2 separate regions of the Sus scrofa genome follow, and region 1 is linked to region 2. Evidence: chromatin contacts called from public HiChIP or PLAC-seq data. All regions are on one chromosome and are shown on one strand. Each heading gives the region's core, a stretch centred on a gene start, on an enhancer-like site or on the middle of the called end of the contact. The rest is flanking DNA. Distances are from core to core; before and after follow the strand shown.

Region 1 (6,959 bases), core at 3,704-6,203, 180 kb after region 2:
GGCTGTGGGAAAGGTAGACCACTTCTTGATCTCAGCAGGATCTCTCTGTAAGTTTCCAGGGTTTATATAAATGCACATCCAGAGCCTGGATTCACAGCTTTGCAAAGCCACTCTCTTTTTGCAGGTGCTCCCTTGACATTGGAAGGGCATCTTTGTAGCTGCAAGCAGGCTTATTGGTGCCAGCTCATGCTGCCCACATGACAAAGCCAAAGTCCAGGGCTGGAGGTCCAAGTGCAAAAGCACTCAAGACTCACACACCCTCCCCTCCTTGGCTCTTCCTCTACCCCAGAGCTCAGTCTTAGCTTCCTTGACCAGCTTCAATGAGATCCCATTAGGGGACATGTCACATGCCCCTTACAGCTCTTTGGCGGTTACCTGTGGACTACAGGGTGGCTGGCAAAGCCCTCCCCACTTTGTCCCCTGCTGGCCTTTCCAGCCCCACCTGCTCCATGCACCCTAACCTTACCTGTGCTCCACCTGCTGAATTAGGTGCTGTTTCCTGATGCTCCCTGCTCTCTCCCCCTCCTTTGTCTTTGCACAGAAGGCTGCCTTGGACTTGAATGACTTTCCCTGTCTTCCCTGGGCAATTTCTGCAGCCCAGCAAGACTCAGGCAACTACTCTGGTAACAGTCTCCTGGAGAACCCTCAGGCACCACCTCTCCCCTCCCAACTGGGCTAGCACCCCTCCACACCCACCTCCATCCCCTGCACAGGACACTCAGCTTGTCCAGCAGCTCACGCACTTCTGTCCTATGCTAATCTGCAAAGTCCTTAAGGCCTGGGAGCCTGCCTTATTTGCCTCATACCTCCTATGCCCAGCATATGGAAAGGCCCCCTTATTACCATTATCTTTAATTCACAAACCACCCCCTTCAAAGCTCTGATGACATGCTACCTCTCCTCCAAGAAGTCGAGCCTGACCTCCCCAAGGGGCAGTAAATTGCTTCTCCCTCTGGCTCCCACGGCTTTTGCTGAAATGGACCAAGATTTCTTCTCGAACTGTCCTTTCCACATTATCCGGGCTCCTTGAAGGTGGATACTGTGGCCTTCCTGACTTCGCATCCTTCCAGAGCAATCATCTGCCACTGGAGCAGGAAGTGGGGCTGAGCTGAGGCCCCTTGCTCCTACTAGACTATGGGAGAAGAGTACAGGAAACACTGGAACCCCAGAAACCAGAGTCGTAGTGCAGCAGACACAGGAAGCTGATGAGTTTCATTGTTTCTAGTGCTCAAGGGAGGAGGTGCCAGCGGCATCCCTATTACATGGCACATCTTCTGGCTGCTTTTGAAAGCCATGGGGGGAGTCTCCATTGTGGGTCAGGGGAAACCATCCTGACTAGTATCCATGAAGACTTGGGTTGGATCCCTGGCCTTGCTCAGTGGGTTAAGGATCTGGTATTGCCATGAGCTTTGGTGTAGGCTGGCAGCTGTAGCTCCGATTTGACCCCTGGCCTGGGAACTTCCATATGTCACGAGTGTGGCTCTAAAAAAAAAAAAAAAGTAGAACCACTGCCACCAGTATATGGAGTTCTTTTAGTAAAAGAAGGGGCCTCTGCTGGTTCATACACACTGGATGCTTCCTCTGTGCACGGCCCCACCTAACAGCTTTGCACACATTCACTTATTTAATTCTCACCACAGCCCTGGGAGGAGGTGATACCATTATCATCATCCCCATTTCATAGTTAAAGAAACTGAGGCATGATGATGAAGGGGGTTTCTGTCCACAGACAGAGGCAGAGCCTGGCAGTGGGCTTCAGCATCCACGCTCCCCGTGGCAATGCCTAGTGGTCTCCCAGGGCCAGGACGCCAGGTGGTTCAGGACGTAGGGCAGAGTTCAGGCATTTACTTGGTGCCTAAACCATGAGATCGAGACACCCTTGACCTCTATATTGTGTTTGGAGAGGGGGAAAAAAAAAACAAACCACTGCTTCTCTTGACCCCACGTTTTGACATCACCAAAAACACAACTGTCAATGTATCCATAGGTCATTGTGAGGGAGATGGGGTGGGGGCTGTGCCAGCAGCTTGGGGGAGAGGAGAGAAGAGAGAGGTGCTTTGGTCCCTGTGTTAAATTTCCTGGGGAAGGAAAAAGAGAGCATGTGGGGCCAGGGGCTGTTTTTCTTTCCCTTTATTCTGATTTGGGATAAGATGGGCTTTCTCCTGCAGTTTTTGTTTAGGTGGATGAAGGGGTGTCAAACAAGAGCAACAGGGGGGCTGCCAGGGCCACACAGGATTGGGTCTCTTTGCCCAGAGGGCAGGGCGCTGAAGCCAAGCCTCACAGTCTTGGGCTGGGCCATTGGATCTGGGGTCAAGCAGCTGACCAAGGGAATGGATGCAAATGTCGAAAGCCTCCACATGCCAGAGAGCACAAGGGGCCATCCCCCCGGAATGTCTCAGCAATTCTCACAAACCCACCTGCTATAGGCTATGCCATCATCATTTCTGGATGAGGAAGGTGCAGTCCAGGAAGATTATGTGATCTGCTCAGGTCACTCAGCAAGTAAGTAAGGGAGCCAAGATTTGGACCTTTGGCCCCCACATGCCGTGTTCTTTTTCTTTGTTTCTTTAGTCTTTTTAGGCCCCTGCCTGCAGCATATGGAAATTCCCCAACTAGGGGTTGAAACAGAGCTTGTACCTGCCACCCTGTGCCACAGCCACAGCCATGCCAGATCTGAGCCACATCTGCGACCTACGCCATAGCTTTTAGCAGCACTGGATCCTTAACCCACTGAGTGAGGCCAGAGGTCAAACCTGCATCCTCATGGATACTAGTCGGGTTCGTGACCTACTGAGCCACAACCGGGAACTCCACATGCCATGTTCTTTGATGGCACCACAGCTGGAGAAATACCAGCATCAACTCAGGTTATAACTCAGTTTGAATTTGAATCAGCCAATAGGACACATGCCTGATGATGTCATCCCAGCCTGATTCCAGACCTCTGGGACCGGATCACGCTCATTTTCCTCACCCGTTCCTCACATGCAGGCTTGGGCCAAACCGGCAGTCATGAACCCTCCAAAGGAGGGTAACCCTGGCTAATCTTCATGGACATTTATCCAACATGTCCTACGTGTCATTTTGGTTGTGTTATTTTATTTATGCCTCACAACAACCAACAGTCATTGCTATCATGATTCCCATTTTACAGATGTGGAAGCTAAGCATACAGAAGCTAAGGAAGGCAGAACCTGCCACTGGTTTGGGAGGTTGGATACCTAGCCCTCACTAGCACACTCACATTTCGGCTTCCCTCTTGTGGATGGATGGACGCCTGAATGCATGAACGAAAGAGCATTTAATTGAGTACCTGGCATGAGGCTGAATCTTACAACAATCACTTCCACAAATGTCATCTCATCTTTGAGCATGACTGGAGCATCAACCCTGGAAGTGACGTGGAGGAGCACACAGTGGTTCCATTCTCCCGATTGGAGGAGTCAGTTGCCCACATCTTCACCTGACCTCCCTTCAACTCCTGTCTTGAATGAGAGCCCTTCTTGGCAAACACTGCCGACCTTGTGATCCAACAAACAGGAGTGTTCAAAGGGATTCACTCCAAAGCTCTTGATGGTGCTTATTTCCATCCACGTGCTTTCCTTTGACAGCCTGGGAGCAAGGACCGGGGCTGATTCACTTTTGCATTCCCTGCGAGCACCTGGCACGCAGCGCACCCTCCATGCTGAAGGGCTGAGATGTTTGGCAGGTCGATCCCGGCCGCTGTGCCTCCCCTCGCTGTGGGAGCAGGATCGGTTGAGGCCCTTAGATCTCCTCCACCACCTGGGTGTCTTCAGAACCCCCTTTCCCATTTCCCGCTCTGGGCTTCCCTCGAGAGCATCTGAGCAGCAGGTGAGGGGCCATCATACCCTTACTTTTGCAGAGAAGGCCCTCACGGGGAGCCTCAGCTGGTCGGGGAGAACAAGGAAAACCCCTCATCATTTCCCATCTCCTGTTTTTCATGCCAACGCCTCACATTCCATTGAAATATTCCATATAAATTCATTTCTGGCATTGGGAAGGCTTGAAAAAAGAATGTGTTTGGGAAAGGCTGGTGTTGGAGCGAGTGAGCTCTGGAAGATGTGCCCTTCGACCTTGATCAAGAAAGGGAAGGTCAGGGCTGAAGCATTTTTAGCTAGAACATTTAGACAATGGGGGTATTTCCCACCCTCGCTTCTTTCTAGGTTTATTTAAACAAAAGGGAAAGATGACTACAAAATAAAAACAATGAACACAATCATAGGCAGAAAGAAGGTTTTATAAAACAATAGCACCCATCAGGGGTCCTTGAGATTATGTGCTACCCAGCACCCCGAGCCCCCAGCCCACACCAAGACCTCCCTCCCTGGTCTCAGCCCTTTGCCTCACTATATCCCCTTCATGCACAGTAGCTGGATTAGGGCTCAGGACCTAAGGCCAGGAATGCAATAAGATACTTTTATACCTATTGATCCTTTAAAAAAGAGTTTGTTTTCATGAAACTTTAATTCTTCTTCTTTTTTTTTTTTTTTTTTTTTTTTTTAGCTTTTTAGCCTAACTGCTACACATTTTATCCCTGTTCTTTGTGAAATGCTAATCCAGCCTGGGGTTTTCATTTTCCGGGTGTTACTTTTCAGAAATTGTATATCTGCATAGCAACCCAGCAAGGGCTGCCTATGTCATGGTATCACATGTCAGAAAGATGAAAAGGACTCCAAATCTCAGCTCTCCACAAACTTGGCCCTCCCATCCTAGGGCAGAGAGCTTCTTGGCCTTAATAGAAATGGCAGGAGAGCCATTTCAGGGCCAGAGAGGTGCAAACTTTTATCTTGTTGATGACAGAAAACGACACATGACCTCAGCTCGGCTCAGTGGGGACGAGCAAACCAGAAACAAAGGCCGTATTTTTCTCTGCTCTCGTCTCTGCTGTCAGCTTCCAAGTGCAACCTGAGCCTGGATTCCGAACCCAGTGTCCAGATTAGAGATTGTTGACTCAGATTTAGTGGTGAAACGTGAGCCCAACTCTGTTGATGGCAGGCCTTGAAGGAGCAAGTTTACTTAAGCCAAGAGAGATTGTATGTCAGACGAGAGCCTGGCTTCTCTTTATCACAAACTTCCTGATCTGCCTCTGTTTTAATAGTTTCCACCACCACTACCAAAGAAAGACAGCGAAAGAGAGACAGAGACAGAGGGAAAGAGACAGAGAGAGAGAAAGAGAGACAGAGACAGAGAGAGAAAACAGAGATAGGGAGAGAGGGAGCATTGCCCTGAGTTCCATCTCCTCCGTGTCATAAATCAGGAAATTAACAAGTGTGTAACCGGCCTTTGCCACAGTCAAAGACAATGAGCTTTTTGTGTTCCTTACCGTGGCCAGCACTTAACATAATCAATGGAGAGCTCCACTCAGAAAGGATGAAAAATGGGGGCCTGATCTTGCCTTTTAAAGGATCTTTCCCGATACTCAGGCACATGGCTTTTATGAGGCTCAAATATGGCTTAGAAACTTGCCTTTTCGTTCCGAGGGCAGGTCATTAAGAGAAATCATTATATCGCTTTCCCTGTCTCTGTCTCTCTCCGTTTTTTACTTTGGCACCTTCCCGGCTTTTCCTTGGCTTCTGATTTCATCCCTCTTTTAGATTCTCTGTGCCTTCAGTAATTTATGTGCAAGATATTTTCCCAACCTCCAAATGTTTTTCCATTTGGCAAACCGTGTCCCAAAGCTTCCACACAATGTAACTGTAGAGTTCATTTATACTAGAAAACATAAGCTTGGTTAATGGAAAAGCCTAACACGCTGATGTCAGTGACCCCGGGTGCAGGGCCCCAACACAGACGATCTTCCAGGCCACCCCTGGGGATGCACAGGGGGTGGGGGTCGGGGAGGAGTGTCTTTCCCAGGTTGCCACAGATGCTTGGCTTCAACCCTCCTTGTCTCCGAAAAGGAAAGAATTCCTTCCAAGCCCCTTTCTCGTACAGTTTTTGGAAGCTTCAGGGCACCATATGGAGGAATCATTTCATGATCCTCCTGATGGCTTTTACGTGAGCAGCTATAAATTGGACAGTTTCCTGCAGGTCTGATATCCCTACGGTACCTGCTGAGGGTTGTCGGGAATCATCACTGAAGATGTTAGTCCTGTGCTGTTCTTGATAGGAGAGAAAACCCAGGCCCCTCCTGGCCGGGGACAATGTTACTTTGGGAAGCGGACATGGGGGTGGGGCAAGCCACAGAGGCCTTTCCAACTGGTCACAAGGAGGTGCTTGCTTGCTTGCTTGCTTGCTTGCTTGCTTGCTTTTCTTTCTTTCTTTTTTTTTTTTTTTGGCTGCCCCCAGGTCATATGGAATTCCCAGGCCAGGGATTAGGTCCAGATCCTAGCCATAGATGAGACCTAAATTTCAGCTGCAGCAACACTGGATCCTTAGCCCACTGAGCCAGGTCCAGGATCAAATCTGCATCTCAGCCATCCCAAGACGCCACCAAGCCATGGCGCCACAGCAGGAACTCCACGAGGGTGCTTTGCTCCACCGGTGACTTTTTCATTCCAAATCATGGATTTAGGACAGAGGTGGGAGTTGAGGCCCCACCAGTGCAGGACTCCTGGGCTTCTCCCAGGGCTCTCAATACTCTGTTGGCCAGGCTGGGCCAACTGGTGAGATACAGTTGAGGCTGATGGGCTGGGTTTATGTCCAGTCACTCACAGGGCATATCTAGACAGCCCTTTGGCTTCTGAAAGATGAGCTCTATTCATTGAGTAACTGGCAATTTTTTCTAAACAGTTGCAATGATACAAACTCCTTGCATTTTACCTTTCATTAATTTTTTAATTTATTTTTTATTATAGTTGATTTACAATGTTCTGTCCATTTCTGCTGTATAGCTAAGTGACCCAGGCATATATATATATATATATATTAATATATATATATATATATATATACATTCTTTTTCTCTCCATCATGCTCCATCACAAGTGACTAGATAG
Region 2 (6,692 bases), core at 1,846-4,345:
CAGCCCACGTATTATTTATCAGAGGTTTTGGATGACATTCAGATTGAAAACCAAAAAAGATTCCCTTTTCTTCTCTCCAGCTCAATAAACGGCATTAGGATGCTTATTCCTCACTGCGAAATACACCCACTCTCACACACTTGGGAATGTTGTGTTAGCGTTCCAGGAAATGGGGGGCGGGAGGCTGTGTTAGTGCAGACAGGTTTGGGCTCCTCTCCACGTCCTTGCTGCTGGGTCGTCTTAGGTCCGCAGTGGGCTGCTGAGGTCTTCGAGGTCCGACCAGAGCACCTGGGCTCACAACTTATGTATACCTGGGTACACTCCCAGAGGCTACCGGAAAAATCTTGAATAGGGGACCGCTTTACCGCAGAGCGCTCGCTGAAACCTCAGAGACCCCCTTCTCTTGACTTTTCCGCGGCCCGGATAACCGCCCCAAGATTTAACTTTGCTCCGGGCAAGTGTTTGGCGCGGACCCCTTGAAGAAGCGAAGTCTGGTTCGGCTCCGCTCAACTCTGGCCTCCTCTCTTGCCAGGGAGGGATCCGGCGAGCCACGTGGAGCCGGGTGCGGCTTCACCTCGCTTCCTCCAGGCAGGGAAGAGAAGAGGCGAGAGGAGGTACTCAGCTCTCCTGGGTACACTCCCAAGCATTTGTTATTTGGCCTTTGCGAAACAAAATGATGCTAAAAGGCAAAATGGCCAACGTGGAGGTACTCAGCTCTTCCGAGTACGCTCCCAAACAGCTCTAATTTGACGTTTAATAACCAAAACAATGCCAAAATGCAAATTAGGCGATGGAATACCCAGGATGAGCCTCATTTGACAGGCCAAACTGAGATTTTAATGGAAAGATTACTCATACCTGCACACCAAATTCATTCTGTCTTTTAGTACTTTTTAAAAAATGTGTAATTTTAATTTCCACCACTGTCACAATGCACACTCCACAATAACACGCACTGAAACAATAGACACCCCCATATCGCATTGTGTCAGGTTATTATGAGGTGTCGCGGCGCGGGAAAGCGAAGCCCGGGACGTCAACCAGTCCCCCGCCGCACTTACGAGCACTCAGGGCCGCGTGTCTCCAAAAACTCAATAAACGGTTCAGGCCGACGCCTCAACCCAGAGAAGGACAAATGTCATCGGAGCATGGCCCCGGGCGTAGACGGAGAGGGTCAAAGAGGAGGCGAGCGAGGACAGAGGGAGCGAGCACCGCTCGGGGGAGAGCAGACGCGCGTAGGGAAGTCGAGGAGACCAAGTGCATCCCAGCGGGTGGGGAAGGTCCCTCCCGGGGTGATCGGGGTGTCCCGACCCCCGGAGAATGGAACCCCGCGCGTGGCCCTACGCTCTCAGCAGCACCCAGTCCTTGGGGGAGCGTTAAACCCAGGGCACCAGGACAAGGGTGTGTGCGGGGTCACAGGATAACGCTGTTACTTTGTAGTGAGACACGTGTGTGTCTGTGTCTGTGTGTCTGTACGTGGGGGGGGGGGGGGGGGCGGAGAGAGGGAAGGAGAGAGAGGGAGCGAGAGAGTGATTGAGAACCAGAAGGAAAAGAAAGAGCAGGGGGCTGAAGGCCGATGTCCTACTTTTAAGAGGCATTGAGAGGCAAAAGCTTTCTTGTAAGCAGAGTCGCAGCCCGTGCCGCGTTAGCGACCAGCGGAACAGGGCGCGGGGACCTCTCCAAGGGGCCTCCAACCTCACGCGCCCTGAGGTGGCCCCGGAGGGGGACTCTGTCCTGGCAACTGGGGGAAGGTCGGGACTGGGGGTTCCTTCTCCCAAGACCCCGGCGCTGCCACCCGGAGGCGGCGAGCTCAGTCCGCCTTTCCAGGGGCAAGGAAAGCGGCCCTCTAGCCTCGCGACCTCGGGTCCCCAGACCCTCCCACCGCCCGACCTCCTCCCCTCAACCTCATTCATTTTTCCTCAGCACCTTCTAGTTCAGGCTCAAAACCCAACTCCAAGCCCTCTCGAGCCCTCATCACCGAGCTTAGGAGAAGGGCCAGGGTCGGAACGGGCTCGGGGGACATCGTACCGAAGTGGCGGCCGCGAGGGGCGCCGCGTCCCGCGGGTGCCCGGCGCGGATGAGCCAGCGGCCGAGAGCAGCCCCCGGAGCCGCGCAGCATCCGCGTCTACAGTGACGGTGGAAGCCACGCCCGCTCGGGAGCTGGGGGCAGTCCTAGCCCCCCCCACCTTTCCCCCGCCCGCCCGCCCCCTCCTCCCGGCGCCGGCCCCCGGCCCGCCCCCGGCTCGGCTCGCGGGAGGCGCTGGGCGCCGGGGCTGGCGTGCTCTCCCGGGCGCACACACACATCCACGCACGCACGCCCAGAGCCGCTCTCTCCGCGCCCGGCCCTCGTTCCCCTCGCCCATGCAGACGGACAGAGCGACGGAAGATGGCTGACGACTCCACGGGGCACCGAGGATGCAGCCCGGCGGCGGCGGCGGCGGCGGGAGCGGCAGAAGCAGCGGCGGCGGCAGGGGCAGCGGCGGCAGCGGCGGCGTTGGCGGCGGCGGCGGCGGCGGCAGCGGGAGCAGGAGCGGCGGCGGCGGCGGCATCCCCGAGACTCCTCGAGCTACCTTTCCCTCTGACAGCCACTGACGTTCTCCGCCGCTAGAAGAGACCCCGCTTCTCAGGCGCCTGCCTTCCCTCCCCCCGCCCAACCCCAGCCCCAGCCCCGCCAGCACCGCTACCTCCGCCAGCATTGCCACCATCAGCACCACCTCCACCACCACCACCACCACCGCCACCACCACCACCGCCGGCGGCGGCAGCAGCCATTTCATCTCCACAGAAACCAGACACAAAAACATGGCAGAAATGGAGAAAGAAGGGAGACCTCCGGAAAATAAAAGGAGCAGGAAACCGGCTCACCCAGTGAAAAGGGAGATCAATGAGGAAATGAAGGTATTTTTGGACTTCGGGGCCGGAGAGCCTGAGCCCTTTCTTCCGCCTGCTCCCTTTGGGCCGTTGTATGGATTTGGGGGTTACAGGGGAGCGCTTGTCAGTTTCTGTAGGATGCCCAGAACGCCTCAGCTCCTCCTCCAGGTGCAAAACAGAGGCCAACTCGCGGGCTGCATCCCCGAGATTTGCCTACCTCAGATTTGATGGGGGTGGGGGCGGCCGGGAAACCACATACTATTTAACCTTATAAAGCCCAGGTTGGTCCGGGCGCGTTTCAGAGGGAGGGGACCGGGGGCTCAAGTGGCCCGTTGGTGAAGAGGTTTTCTTAATCGGTGGGCTAGTTTTTTCCTCTTCTTCGGGCACCATCCCTAGGATCCCTCCAAAGTTAGAAGCCGCCGGGCCAAGGCACCCGGGGAGCGCTCGATTCCACCTCTCTCCCCAGTTCCTCTCCCGGCTCCTTGATCCCGCTTGCCCCCTAGTAGCCAGCTGCGACTAGGTGCGAGGGTGCCAAGAGGCTGTTAGTGCCGGGGCGAGTTTTGGCCCGAGCGACGCTGGTCTGGGTACCGTTTTGACCGCAGGCTCGCCTCGCCCGCCCCTGCCGGCTCCTCTCACTCGACTGCCTCCGCCTCCCGTTCGCCTTTGCATGCTCCACTTCCCAGTTAAGCAGACCCGGGCAAGCCCTGCTGAAAGATAGCTGTCTGAGGGGCGGCCTTCGCAGAGCGCCTGCCCATTGTTCGGAAAGGCCAGCCTGGAGTCCTGTCGGAGAGGCCGGGCTCCCCGCCAGGCCAGCGGTGCCCCAGAGGTGGCAAGCGCAGCAGCCTGGCGCTCCAGCTGTGCGCATTGGAGTGATTGCACAAGAGCACCGCTCAGCTCCGGACCCCTCGCGTCTGATTTCCCCCCCATACCACACTTATTTTCCAGGAAGTTGCAGCTTTTGCCCGGTGAGGGTTTTATTTTGTCTTGATTTCACGAGTCTCTCTTAATTAATTTTTTTTTATTTTTTGTTTTTCTGTGAGTTACAAACAAGCAGCAGATTTCAGGGGGAGGAGGGTTAAGTTTAATTCTGCAGCCGTCTTATTCCCCATCTTCTGCATAGAATCTGTAATACTGCCAAGTGACTTGGTCAGGTTGGTTAGGTTGGTATTTAAAAGACTAGTGATGAAAATAGCAAGCAACTAAGTAAAATTTATTGTGCTTTGACGTTGTGTTGATTAGAACAAGCATATTCTGGAGAGTGCCTTGTATGAAGCCCATGTTTAGAAAGGGGCACATGGATAATACGTCCTGTATGTGTACCTAAGTAAATATGCTTACTGTTCCTTTCTTCCAGAAAATGTGTATAGCAGTCTACATTGTGGAATAGGGTTTTTACTTCTGAGTAAGAAACTTAGTGCATGAGGTGCAGCATCAGTCCAAGGAGAGTTAAGGAAAATTTGCCTTGGAAATCAGTGCTGTTCCTTGTGATGGAAACCACCATTGCTTCCATTGATAGATAGTTTTTTTGGTTTTTTTGTTTTGTTTTTGTTTTTTAAGAGGCTGGTAGGAGTTGTCTTCCCCTGGGGATAGAATTCAAACAGTCTACAGTAACCATTCTTCCTCACTTGCCCTTCCCTCCTGTCCTGCATTTCCAAATTACTTTTTTATTTCATTTTAAATTGGAGGTGGAGGAACAGGAGAGAGGTAAAGCCACTAAGAAATCACAGTGTGCACTGTCCCTTTAAAACACTGCCTAGTGTGATCTATAGGGATGGCAGTTTTTAAGTTTCATAGGTTCTAGAATTACAAATTAGCTAATTTTAATCAAAACATGTGAAATGTTATCCCGGCTGGATATAAAGGCTGACTGTGCTCGATGCTTGGGGCTCACGTTGTTGACTTTGGCTGCAGGAGCACTCCGTGGTTTGGGAGATAGTTGTCCTTCTACAGTATAACAGATGTTTGTCTGAACTGGTGAGGAAGAAACAAAAACAACATTGTGCGAAGGGGAAAAATTACACAATTTTTAGTCAATGCTGCAGGACTAGGTATGGAATTAACCTTCGTGCACAGAATTTCCTCTTTTTAAAATGTTATTTTTCTTCCAAATCACCACCTACTGTTTGAAGTTTTAATCCTCATCATTTCGGTACAGAGCAGCATTAAATAAGTTTTCCGCGGCAAATAATTCAATTGCCTGAAGGGTCAGTATTTTCTCCCTAGTTTGGAACAATGTAGAAGAGACCCCAGGCCATAATCTCCGGTCGTGTCAGTGCACACCATGCCAGTGAGTCATGGACTCCCATTTCTAGCAGGATTGTTCAGTACACATTCTTCTAATATAGTAGCACCCAAGTCCTCATTTTAAAAGTGATTTCTCAAAGTCAAAAGGTGGAAGGGTTATTTCGAACACATTCTTTTTCTGCCTTTACTATTAATAACCGCATTAGCAAAACCCCTCCCCAAACCTCATGGTTTTGTTACCCCCCCCCCAGTCTCTCCAAACCTAAAGTGTAGAGTAACATAAGACGTTGGTTGCCCTGTATAAAAATATGTGCAACAAAATGTCACCGAGAACACAATGTGGCCTTGTGCAGCTTCATATCGGTGCCTCTGGAGCTGCCTGGCTGTGTTTGCCTTCATCTGAACGGCTTTCATCTGGACCAGTGTAAACTAAGCTCTGGTAAGTAATCACTGCCCGGCAGAAAGAAAGGAATGTATACAGCTAGCACGGCCTAAGCTGTAAAAACGGAAACCTGAGCCCTCACCGTAGATCACATATCAAGGCTTGAAGGTAGGGGAAATGAAAGGGGGAAAGAGGAGAGAGCAATGCAAAAGTCAGCCTGGGAAGTGGAGGATCAGGAGGAGGCCCCCCTTAGGGAGATTTGGCTCAGGGATTAGGGAATTTTATCGTGGTGTACAGTGACCTACTCAGGTTTCAACACTGGTTAGATCAAGTTGCTTCTCTGCAAGCTGAAAGAAAAAGGACTGGTGTGTATGTGATTTTCCCCTCTTCGGGTAATAGAAAGGACATTGGTACAAGTGTCTATTTTAAGTACAGCAAATGCAGGGCACTGAGAATGAGCAACAAAATTGCCTTATCGTAGAGACGTCCTTCAAGATTTCCTAATTGAGATAGTCACATATTTATTTAAAAATGGCCAGAGAAGACAAACTGGCAGAGGTTTAGCTGACACCAGTAATGGCATTGAAGATTGTCTTCATGTGGCTGGGAGCTAATGTTGGTTGCTGTTTCACTAGATCAGATATTGAGTTACATTTTCGTTATCACTGGCTTAATGTACATGGCAGTTGTAACAAATTTAAATTTGATACAATATAATTTTGTGTGTGAAAAGTACATGACTTGGCATAGCTCCCCTTTAGTGTCCTTTAGTGAAAATAGCTTCAAGTAGAAATGTTTGTCTCATTATGACCTTTACGCTGTTTCTTTATCTTTCCTTTTCTTTTTCCTCCCTTCATCCTGGTTTTTCTTAATTAAAAAGACTCATACTGTACTTATAATCAATCTGCCTTATTATTTAGTGACCAATAGAAAGGATTTTCAAAAATCAGATGTCAGTGCCATTTGTATTTTTCACTACTTTCGTTTTCTAAAGCAAATATTGTGATTGTAGCCAATGTAGTATGCCTTCAATATACTGTTAGCTCACATTTATCATAATGGATCTTAGGAGGGAATTCTGATACGTATTGTGTTAATTCGTTTCAGAAGTTTTATAATTTTGGATGTGTAAATGTAAATATATGAGTAAGTATAAATATAATTGTGCCTAAGGGTATGTATTTTATGCACATAG

Evidence for each region. HiChIP or PLAC-seq counts read pairs in DNA pulled down with a chosen protein or histone mark.
Region 1: an H3K27ac HiChIP or PLAC-seq map of skeletal muscle shows a contact between it and region 2. The contact joins the enhancer-like site here to the promoter of LOC110260430 in region 2. A contact is called at or near these places in 6 of 47 Hi-C or Micro-C datasets (brain, fetal skeletal muscle, heart right ventricle and 2 more) and 1 of 2 datasets of contacts at active chromatin or transcription factors (skeletal muscle).

The regions. Positions count from the first base shown.
Region 1 is chr1:73,724,393-73,731,351 of Sscrofa11.1, forward strand. No RefSeq gene overlaps it. Among named protein-coding and RNA genes, the nearest start is that of SOBP, 180 kb to the left of the region's middle. Within about 2 kb of position 4,954, at least 10 of the 83 cell types and tissues checked have an H3K27ac peak or open chromatin away from gene starts, as enhancers often do. A contact at or near this core is called in fetal skeletal muscle and skeletal muscle, where this site is marked.
Region 2 is chr1:73,547,013-73,553,704 of Sscrofa11.1, forward strand. LOC110260430 (WAS/WASL-interacting protein family member 3-like) reads right to left here and starts at 3,096. Exons shown (of 3, transcript XR_002343702.1): 1 at 2,866-3,096. SOBP (sine oculis-binding protein homolog) reads left to right here and starts at 2,766. Exons shown (of 6, transcript XM_013992735.2): 1 at 2,766-2,898. The coding sequence starts at 2,803.